Regions from separate parts of the Rattus norvegicus genome. Here region 2 is linked to region 1. The links are chromatin contacts, called in public Hi-C maps. All regions are on one chromosome and are shown on one strand. The core of a region is the stretch at or near the end of the contact, and the rest is flanking DNA. Distances in the headings are between cores, read along the strand shown.

Region 1 (5,494 bases), core at 2,732-5,231:
ATTCCTAAAGACTTGTTTGTTGTGTGCATTATATTAACAAAGTCACATTACTGTGGCCTTCATTTGTTGGAAGTCTATCTGCAATTTAGTCTTTTCCTGACCAGAAATCTCCCCTGTGGATGTGGTACCTCACACACACACTCTCCTGTTGCACATTTGCATTGTGTTTAGTTTCTGGCCATTATGAGTCTAACTTTCAAAAGAGAAGATTGAGCTAAAATCCAAATGATCAATATCTATTTTTACATGGTAGTGAGGATTAAAACTTTTCTGAACATGGGTGTTGTTCCTGGATAGCTCTCTGAGGCAGATCCCTGTGGCTTTTCTCTGTGGACTTGCCCACTCTTGGCTCTCACACACCTGACATTTTTACTGGTGACTGGAGGACTACACAGATCACCAAAGCCCAGAAACACCCCCATGCCCTGCTCAGAGACAGGGGTTGTGGTAGTACATCTTGGATTGCTGGAAAGTTGTGCTTTCTGCTACGTTAGTATCTCCTTCCAGCATGGAGACAGCTGTTGGTAAAATCTAAACTGTCCACTTCCCCCTTACTTTGTGCAACCTAATTGAGGTCACATTGTGTATAGTTACACCCAGACACACGTACATTTCCCAGCTTCTGCTGTGCTGTGAAATGTGCCCAAGTATCATTGGAAATCATGGTACTCATTCGTGTGGTGTTGGTTGGCACTGTGTGACTGGGCCACTAGCTCTTCAGCAGCTGTCCTGTCTGGGATGTGCTATTGAAAAGTGATGCCAGAGTCACTGTGTTCTCGGGGCCGTGCCCAGCCCCCTGACCCGGGCAGGTGCTTTACTTCTTGCAGCGTTGAGGCTCCAGAGCAGACGTGATATGGGCTTACTGCGCAGCCTCTGCTAAAACCCAAGTGTAAGAGCCGCTCCTCAGTCCCAGGATACTCATAATTATTAAAGCCTCTTCCCACAGCACAGAGCTGCTTTCTGCATGAAAGGAAGGCTTTTCTGAAAGCCCCCATTTGTAGTGGGCCCGTTGTCACCAGTTCTTTCCAAACAGCACTGGGCACTGCTGAGCCAAGTGGCCTTGGAGGAAATGCTAAGAGCCCAGAGGAGGGAAGCTGGAGCCTGCCAGGTCAGCGGGGCACTTCCTCCTCTGTTCTACATACACAAAGCTGCCACCTGGTCTGAAGAGGCCTCACAGCCTCGTAATTCAGAAGGCCTTGGCTGGTTTGTCCCCCTTACTGTCTACCCACCTACCAGAGCCAAGGCCAGGACTGAGCGTAAGTTCCGCCTGGCGGTAGCAGGTGTGCTCTGGCTTCTTGCTGACCCCAGTATGGACTGTGACTGCGGCTGTGCTATGCTCATGAATATTCATTCATCCTCTGGGCTCTATGTGAATGGACCTACAGAGGAGGCGGAAGCTGCTGTCTCTCTGAACTTAGTTCCATTCTCCCTTCTACTCATTTGAGCTTTAAATAAGCCTTTATTTACTGGGTGTGTGACACGGCAGGACCTAGTGATGCCAGACCCTGAAGGTATAGAAGAGCCTTGTAATGGCCTCATTGCCCTTTCTCTCCTGTGCCTGCTACTTTCCTGTGGAGTTAGGGGTAAGGGCACTCTCTTCACAAACTCTACTGGCTACAGGACTACCGACTTGTGTCTATGGTGTTCTTTTTATCTTTCACTAAATTCAGCCCATCAGCTTTCAGAGTCCTTGTTACACACACCTTGGACCCCAGCATTACTTGTAGAATGGAAACCTGACAGCTCATTTGGGTTTAACTGGTTTTCTTTTTTTTTTTTTTTTTTTTTTTTTTGGTTCGTTTTTTCGGAGCTGGGGACCAAACCCAGGGCCTTGCGCTTCCTAGGCAAGCGCTCTGCCACTGAGCCAAATCCCCAGCCCTGGGTTTAACTGTTTGACCCTGATGATCTGTGTCATTTGAGATGGGCAAGGGTTTGAGCTGTGCCTGCATTTCATTCTCTGTTCAGAGCTCTGAGTTTGACTACTTTGTTCCCACTGGCTCTGCGTGCTGCTGGCTTAGGAGGAGTGTTGCAGGTGTGCAGACTGGTGGTGGGTAGCTGGGGTAAGCTCTAGGACTTGGACTGTGAGGTGTAGGCAGCCTGTCCTCTCATCCTCCTCCAAATCTTTGTATTGTCTTATTCTGCATGAGAAACTTCTATAAAGATTTCATTTTTATTTGTTTGTGTATGCCACAAGTGTAGGGGTGCCTGCGGAAGCCAGAAGAAGGCATTGGATTCCCTGGAGCTGGAAGTATAGGTTGTGAGCCACCTGCTGTGGGTTCTGGGAACCAAATTCTGTCCTCTGGAAGAGAGTCAAGTACCCGAGACACTGAGTTATCTCTCCAGCTCCACTCTTCTTAAAGACATGGGTTGGGTGTCTATATGTGGAGGTGTGGTCATCTTATTCTCAGAATCCCCCCTTACCCTTTGTTCTTGCTCTTGGCTTCCTGTTGTCTTCAGGTTGGTACAATGGCTTGTTTCTTCTTAGAGGCAGGGACCATCCCAGGGCTTGGCTGAAGGAATGCTAACCAAATTGATAGGGTAGAATAAGACAACTATGCAGGAAGCCTAGGTTATTATGTGTTTGAGTAGGTGGCTCTTGCATTAGAGGGGCTTGTGTGCAGGGCTCTTGATTGCATTAGGAGCTTAGATTTGCATGCATTCTGGCTTCCTATTTACCTCATAATAGACCCACTAAATATCTTTATTAGGTCTTCCCAGAATCTGTGTGCTTAGGGAGACAGTGTAATATTTTACTAAAGTCTCCAGGGGTTTTCTAAGGACAACCATGGTCCCACACCCTTTGTCCCTAGTATCCCACTGAGTCTTAAGCCCTTGAGGTACTTCCTGTGTAGACTCTTGAGTGTGGCCATGAGAGTGGCTCTTCATGTCTGTACCTGTAGCTCTAGATTTCTTTGTTCCCTCCAGTCCTGATGCCAGCATGGTATAGAGTAAAAGGAGCACCTGTGGAGAGAGAGCACAGGCACTTAGAATCGAGGTCACTGTATGAGAGCCCTGCAGGGTGGGAATTGTGCTGTATTGTCTGAGACAGTGCTCTCTTACATGCCTGGTGGCTCCCTGGAAGGCTAACTGCATGTTCTGTCCCCAAGGCCTAGGGAGTAGGGAAGCTCACTCTGTAGATCATATATGACTTTTGGGAGTTGAGATTTATTTTAGCCATGAGTATTCTCCCTGGTTGTCAAGGCAATATCTGACTCCCTTAAACTGTGGGAGTGGGTGAGGGGAAAACTCTCCCATGGAGCATTAAGGTTTTCATTTAAAAAAGGGCAGTAGGGGCTGGATATGGTAGGATGTGCCTCCTTATGGGGGCAAGAAGAAAGACCGCAACAGTCTTCTGAAAGGCACTGATGCTCGGTGTTGCCAGGGACCACAGGACAGTGAGGTCTCCCCAGCCTGTGTCCCTCAAGTACATCTAGCTGAGAGAACAGTGGGCCTTGCAGTGGAATGTTTGTTATATGAGCCTGTAAGGCATCAGTGAGTAGTGGGGAGAGCAGGAAGGCATGCTGAGTCCCTAGGACTCCCATATGGCATTGGTCCTGGGATCTCTGTGTCATCATACCACAGCTATTCTGGCTTCTTGCCCAGCCTTCTCCCTGGCAAAGAATTTTTACCATAATACTCTCTCCAGTTGGGACAGAGCCATGCCTGATGAGGCACCATTCCTGTACTGTAGTGTGAATCCAACTGAGGCCAGGGTCACAGTCCTGGCAAAGCATCCCACAGCTAGTAGAGGATCTGGAAGCATAGTTCCAGGCCCATAGGGAAACTAGAAGGCTTGGGGTAGAAGGTTAGTGGTAGTTCTCAGGGAGATAGTTGTTTCTGGAAGGTTTAGAAACCTAATAATTCTGGCAACATTAGAGACAGAAAGGCCAAGTAGGAGTTGGCAGGACATGAGAACAGGAAAAGTGCGATTTGAGAGTGCCTCTTGATTTGCTTCTTGCTTCATCTAGCTAGCTCACAGCTCTTGGGTGTGTCACTGCAACAAGCCTAGGGAGAAGTGAAGGCTGCATTTATTCCCCCTCATGCTGCACTATACTAGCCAGTAGCCTTGTCAGACCAGAAGTCACATGGGTATGGGGATAGTGACTGCAGTATCTGAGTAGGACCCAAGTAGGTCCTTTGGCATTTTAGAGCCCTGTGGGCATAAAGTTGTGTGCTTGAAAGACTAATGATGGGGGCATCTTTAACACCCATGGAGTGTCCTACTTCACAGGAGCTGTCCAGGGGAATGGAGTTCTTTTTCAGATCTCAGAGAACAGTCCTTAGCTTCTAAGACTGACAAGTCCCTGTTCTCTGAGTCCTGATACATCCCAGTCTTGTCGGGTGTTCCTCCATGGCTAGAATTGGGGCTAGAATTATTCACTCTTCTACCATAGGGAATTCAATCAGGAAAAGACCCCTGGTTAGATGAATGGTAAGTGGAGGATTCCAGAGTGACCAGGGCAAGAAACAGGTTCAGTGGGGCTTGTGACAGAAGGCAGAGTTTCTTTGGTGTGTTCAAGGAGCATAGGGAGTCAGTGGCCAGGCTAAGCATGGAAGCTGTGTGGCTATCTCTTCTAGCTCAATGACTTTTGGGGTTTCTGAAGAGTTCATTTAGAAGGAGATAATGAGCCAGAAGAACATTATAAACGTTACTATTCAGGAAGCTGAAGAATACTCAGGCAGCTTATTCCAGTATTGTGTGAGCAAAGAAAGACTGTGTCCAGGGAAGGAACCGGATAGTGCCAGTGTTGAGGACAGTGGTAGCAACTTCTGTGTGTTTGCAGGAAATCATAGTCTCTACCTAGGCAGCAGTCCTAGAAAATCCTCTTTTGTTCAGAGGATAATTGCGGAAGCATATTTGAAGGCACCAGGTGGCGGCGGCATTTCTTTAATCACAGCACTTTATTATTATTTACAGTATAAACAGTAATACTAACAATAGAGGCAGAAATATTTTTCACACTAGATTTGACTATAGTTTTTAAATGCATATTTAATAATTAATTATCTTTTTGTTGATTCTAAAACATTGTTAAAGCTGGGGGGGGGGCACAGTGCATACTTTTGATTCCAGCACTTGGGAGGCTGAGACAGGCGGATCTCTTTTAAGTTCTAGGGCAGCCTGGTCTACAGAGTGAGTTCCAGAGCAGCCAGGGCTACACAGAGAAACCCTGTCTTGAAATACAAAACAACAAAAAAGAACTAAAGGGCTATGGAGTTCTACCCTGAGTCACATGAAGGAAGAAAATACAAGGAGAGATAATGCTTTCTTTCTAAGTCCACACAGAGTTTATAGGTAAATTCTGTTAGCATTCAGAACATCTAAATTCCCTTTAAAGAACACAAAATAAGAACTTCCTGCTGTTTTCTGGAGACTGAGGTAAACTTGACACCAAGTTAGACAGTATGGGTTCAACTATTTTAGGTCAAGGCCACTTAGGAATATTGATTTATTGGAAAGAAATATAAATCAGGAAAGTTTTTAAAAAGATAA
Region 2 (5,743 bases), core at 1,123-3,622, 53 kb before region 1:
CTCATCATTTAAAGACAGTTCTCTTCTCTAAACTCCATTCTCCATAATGAGGTCATTAGGGCTCAGAAGTGACATCCCAAACTGTGTCATTTGACATGCAGAGTCCTTTGAACTGAAAGACGTTAATAAGAAATGTGTTGCCGGCAAAGTCTCTTTGTGACCCTTTCCTGCCTTTCTATATCCTACAGCATTTCAGCCCTCAAGGCAAGCCATAGGAACTAGAATTCCTCTCCACCAAAGCCAGCCATAATCCCCAGACAATCTTTCTGTTTTGGCCATGGAGAAGGTCTCTCAGTTAGCCTTCAGTCACCAGACCTTGCAATCAGAATGGGTTCTGCTTGCATCTAGAAAGACATACCATAAAGGGAAGTTAAGATTCAGAACAGGCAAACCTCTCTGGTCTCTTCTCTTATTGTAGCGCCACCCTGTTCGGTCTAATCACATCCTTCATCAAATCAGCTGTATTTTGCCCACTTTCTTTCTTTCTTTCTTTCTTTTCTTTTTTTTTTTTTTTTGTTCTTTTTTTTGAGCTGGGGACCGAACCCAGGGCCTTGCGCTTCGTAGGCAAGCGCTCTACCACTGAGCTAAATCCCCAACCCCTTTTGCCCACTTTCTTTAACTGGTCTTTTGTTACAGGCGAGTTGGCTGTTAATTTGTGATAAGGTGGGGATAAATCACAGACACATTTTCCCCACCAGATGGGCCAGTTCAAATGGAACTATAGTTCTCACAGCAAAGTAGGTACATAATGTGTGATTTCATTTATTAATCCAGGCACCCACTGTAGCAGTAAATTATGGGTCAGGGCTTCCAGCATCCAGAATGTTCTCAAGTTAGACTTTCAAAAGAAAAGTGACCACGTGAGCTTGCAAATGTGTTAGGGGTGGCTTCCAGCTTTATTATATGGTGGGCAGAGAAAAGGATTCTACATTCCCTGCTTTTGAGACCCATGTGACTTTTTTTAAAACGTGAATTTGTGAGTTCTTTATAGGAAAAATGTATGTGTGGTTCTGAGAAGTACAATGACCTGCAAACTCTCCTTCAGTGAGCAAAGGCAGGATGAAAATTTGGGGAGCAGATTGGTAATAGAAGTTGTCTTAGAGTTTGCATCGCTGTGAAGAGATACCATGACCAAGGCAACTCTTTTTTTTTCTTTTTTCTTTTTTTTTTTTTTCGGAGCTGGGGACTGAGCCCAGGGCCTTGCGCTTGCTAGGCAAGCGCTCTACCACTGAGCTAAATCCCCAACCCACCAAGGCAACTCTTATAAGAACAACATTTAGTTGGAGCTGGCTTACAGGTTCAGAGGTTCAGTCTATTATCATCATGGCAGGAAGCAGGGCACAGTCCAGGCAGGCATAATGCTCAAGAAGCTGAGAGTTTTACTTCTTAAATTGAAGGCCAACAGAAGACTGGCTTCAAGGCAGCTGGGAGATGTGTCTCAAAGTCCACTCCCACAGTGACACACTTTCTCCAAGGCCACCCCCACCCCCAACAAGGCCAAGTCTCCTAATAGTGCCACTCCCTGGGCCAAGCATATTCAAACAACTGAAATGGTACCTTGTACCTTCCTCTTGAGCCTTGATTCATGTCCTAGGCCCTGTTATGAGGGCTGTCTGCTATCAGCTTTGGGGTTTAGCCTTCAGTTCTGACCCTTCTGAGATCCTCCCTCAGGGGAGTCAGGACCCTGCTTGTCTTCCTGATAGGCTCTGCTCTCATCTCTGGCCTGTTTCTGTGTGCCCCCCATAGTTTGGCATGTGACCCTACATTGCTTTGTTGGGTACCTAAGAGTGAGACTGTAGGCTTGCAGTTGGGGCTGCTAAATTCCGAGGGTTCAACCACTTGGGCTGCCAAGTTCTAGACTCAACATTTTTATGGAAATGCACACACAGGCAAAGCACACAAATCTGAAATATGCATAAAAATTAATCTCCACGAAGTGAACGTACTTGTAGCTAAATAAATCAACCCTGTCCAGCACCTGGCCTCCTTCCTGTCTCAGCTTCCATTGCACATTTTCCATGTGCAAGTAGAAAGACTAAGTGGCCATGGTTCTGAGCAGGCTAGGCGGGGTTCTTTGAGGATTTAAGGGAGGAGCATGGATTGAAGGTTAAGGTAGTTATGTATGCCCTGGGGAATTGTAGAGGTCGGGGGGAATGTGTAGGACTCTGAGTTATGGCTTCATAAATTTGTTTAGGTTTGCGTAGTAGCAGGAGCTATTTAGAGGCAGCCTTGGGGGCATCTGTGGGAGGGGCGGACCGGTTTAGAGGCGGAGCCTAGGAGCTAAGAAGGGCGGAGCCAGTGGGCGTGTGGGAGGAGCCTTAGAGCTCAGAGGGAGGGGCTTGCGCGCGCGCGCTCGCTGCCGGCGCGCCCCCTCTCGGCCGCCATGTTGGCTGGCGTGTGGGTGTCAAACGCTGCACGGGCTCGGGTCGCTCCCGCCTCTCCAGCGTCGCCGGCGGCTGCAGCCTTGCACTCGCGCTGGCCGGGAACAGAGGTGAGCCGGGACTCGCGGGGCTTGATGTGGTGGTGTCTCGGGAGTCGGGACGGGGCGGGGCGCGGACCTTCTTTCCAGTGCGTGGACTCCCCTAGAGCACCGGCTTCCCCCTCGTTGGCCGGGGCGTGCACTGTGCGGCCAGCCGGACCCCACCCGGCTGGACTGCTCAGCCAGGCTCCGCCCCACCTGAGCCCGCTCTGAGCTGAGAGAGGACGTTTGCCTCCCAGCCTCGGCTCCTGTCTTCGCCTCACACCTCATCTCCCGAGCCTTCAGTTTGGAACAACCCCGCCCCTCCCCAGAGCATGCTCTTCCCCCGGCTCACCCGGGTCCGAGTCGGCCGGCCTTCCCCAGGGGACCGGGGGAAGGGGTTCCCTTACCCACGTCTTTCTCGCCCCCGGGACTGGATTCCCCTACCCGGCCCCCACTCCACAGCACAGCGGGGACGGGGGCGGCGAAGCCAGGCTCCAGCTGCCTTTTGTTCCGCGTGGGATGGCAGAGACCTGGCGGCCCTGTTGGGCGAGTCCGGGTGGGCGAGCCGCGCGTGGGGTCGGCCTCTTCCGGGAGACCCTCGCTCTCCTGTGGGCCGGCGGGCCGGCTCCGTCCGAGCGCGAGCCGAGCGCGTTGGGAGAGGCAGGCCATTCCTAGAGGAGTCCGGGCCAACAGGTTTTTGTTTGCAACCTGAAGTTGGCCCAGTGGTTTTGCAGGGGGAGCAGACCGTCTGAGCTCCCTAGAAACCTTAGGTTGGTCGGTACAAGTTCGTTCCTTGGTCTGGGGCCTCAGTCCTTCCCAGCGGCCTCTTCACTTTAGTGCTGCCTTGGGAACGCATTTGAAGTCTGTTTCAGGAAGGATAGGATTTAGCCATTCTTGTGATTTTTGACTAGGGAAACTAAGGCCCAAAAAATGTGTTAGTTTGCCCAAGGTCATCTAGGGATAGGGTGTCTGACACAGCTGGAAGCCCCAACTCCGGGACACTTAAGGATTCCTTCAACGTTAAGGATTCCCCAAGTCGCTTGCCTGTTATTTTTAACATTCATACAAGAAAATGGGTAAAGAAAGATGAGAAAGATGTGTGAATTCTTCTGCATACTCAAGAAAATAACCCGTGGAAGAAGGGATTGAAATGGGGTTGAAATGAAAAAGGTGAATTTCTAGGATCGACATCCCCATTATTATGTAATATAACGAAGACTTAACGGGAACTTCGTGGTCTTGTAACTCTAGAGATAGAGTGATAGCGGTAGATACTGGATCCACAGTGATCGGCTTTGCGTTGGTAATTAAGCCTTCCATCTATATCTTGTTGGTAATGAAGCTCTTGTCTGTATTTAAATGAGCATGGGAAGAACTGCAGCTTGCTTCTGAAGGGTGTTCGTGATTAATGACTGTGTTGGGGAACACCTGTAGGTCTCATTTTTTATTTGTATGTTTGCTTTTGTTATGTTTTATGACAGAGTCTCACTAGGTTGTCAGTCTGGCCTTGAATGCACCGAGATCCACCCTCATCTGGGTGGAGATATTAAAGGCCACCACACCCAGACTGCTTTTGTGACTTTAAAGTTTGGTTTTCCTAGTTTTAAAGTTAAGCTAGTTATCTGTAACTATGTGACTGGGCTGTTGTTTTGTAAACATTAATTGCAAAGTACTGTACCACATGGGCTGAGTTTGAGTAATTTTGTGGGGTATTTGGATTTCTCCCTGAGCTCTGAGGTAGAAGGATGGGGGCAGTGTTGATCTCCTTTCCCTGCGGGGTGTATGGTGCCAAACATCTGAGTAACAAAGAAACGGGAAACTTAAAAAAAATTGTATGCGTGTGGCTGAGAGGGCAGTGTATAGTGTAGGTGCCCTGTGAGTGCAGAAGTTGTCCTGTTCCCTGCAGCTGGAGTATATTTAGTTGGGAGCTGTCTGATGGGGGTTCTGGGAAGTGAGCTCTGGTTCTTTAAAAAAGTCTGTGCTCTTAACTGCTTAGCATTCTCTCTAGCCCAGGTGTATCACTTCTAAGTGATAATACCTGGCATGGTGTTTGTAGTCCTGAAAAACGGCCCGTCCTTTGTAGAACCTATCTGGAAATATGACTGCCTCTTATGTAATCTTTCATAATGAGGAATAGATTTCCCAAGAGTGGAGGTTCTGATAAGAGTCCTGTGAAAGTAGTCGAAAAGTTTTGGAGAATCTGACTTATTTTAATGGTTTGTGCTATTATTATTATTATTATTATTTCTAGAAGTTAAAGGACGTTTTAAATGTAATTAATAGTGGCAACTTTTGAGTTCTTTGTGGACTAAATCATGGAAAGAATGAATTTCACTCAGTTGTCCACTGTGTGCAAAGCTGTCCTGTCCTGTGCATGGGGTGTGATTGACTGCCATGAGCACCTGGTGACACTGAGCGATACTCAGAGAACTCATTCCCCAAAGGGTCTCACTGTGTAACCCAGGTTGGTCTGGAATTTGATTCTCCTGCCTCACCCTCTCCAGGGATTGAATTACAGGGCATGGGTTGCCATGCTTGGCCCTTGGTCTGCTGGTTAAGTTTATTTGGGTTTAAGCTTGCCTCTCTGTCAAGCCTTTGCCAACTACCAATCTTTGGGCCCGTCTTCCTCTACTCGCCTCCCCTCCACACAGGGTTTGTTAGAGTACTCTGGGCATTTTGAGACTGACATCTTTGAGACCAGGGTTGCCTTGTCTTTCTTTGGATTTCCAAGGCTTGGTTCAGTCTGTGACATACAGTAGTACTCAGGTCTATTAATAAGTAGTCCTGCGGGCCAGGGTGATGTTTCTATGATTCTGTACAAGTCCCACTTTTTAAACTTGCTCCTACACAAACCACTACTGTTCACCATTTGTATCGGGAAATGACTGTCCAGTGGATCACTTTCTTTTTTTTTTCCTGTGCAGTGTTGGGAATTGAATTTAAGGCTTCACACTTGCTAAGCAAAGAACTCTGCTATTGAGATGTATCGAGCCTCCAGCTGACAAACATTCTGATAAGTCATTCACTGCTTATTTAGCTCTGGCTGCCCTGGAATGCAGTGTGTAGATCAGGTTGGCTTGGTGCTGGGGTTAAAGGTATTCATCACCATGACTAGCTTTCTTTTTTTTTTTTTTTTTTTAAGATTTATTTATTTTATGTATGTGAGTACACTGTAGCTGTTTTCAGACACCAGAAGAGGGCATTGGATCCCATTACAGATGGTTGTGAGCCACCATGTGGTTGCTGGGATTTGAACTCAGGACCTCTGGAAGAGCAGCCAGT

What was found. A called contact is a pair of places that touch in the nucleus more often than the background predicts.
Region 2: a Hi-C map of Schwann cells shows a contact between it and region 1, with 2.3 times the contacts expected there. The contact joins the promoter of Epn2 here to the enhancer-like site in region 1. A contact is called at or near these places in 7 of 12 Hi-C or Micro-C datasets (the A7r5 cell line, Schwann cells, frontal cortex and 3 more) and 1 of 1 datasets of contacts at active chromatin or transcription factors (oligodendrocytes).

Annotation. Positions count from the first base shown.
Region 1 is chr10:46,704,903-46,710,396 of GRCr8, reverse strand. The region is part of intron 7 of Epn2 (epsin 2); the gene reads left to right. Among named protein-coding and RNA genes, the nearest start is that of B9d1, 22 kb to the right of the region's middle. Within about 2 kb of position 3,981, at least 47 of the 93 cell types and tissues checked have an H3K27ac peak or open chromatin away from gene starts, as enhancers often do. A contact at or near this core is called in the A7r5 cell line and Schwann cells, where this site is marked.
Region 2 is chr10:46,755,721-46,761,463 of GRCr8, reverse strand. It overlaps Epn2 (epsin 2), which reads left to right and starts at 2,372. Exons shown (of 11, transcript NM_001305628.1): 1 at 2,372-2,491.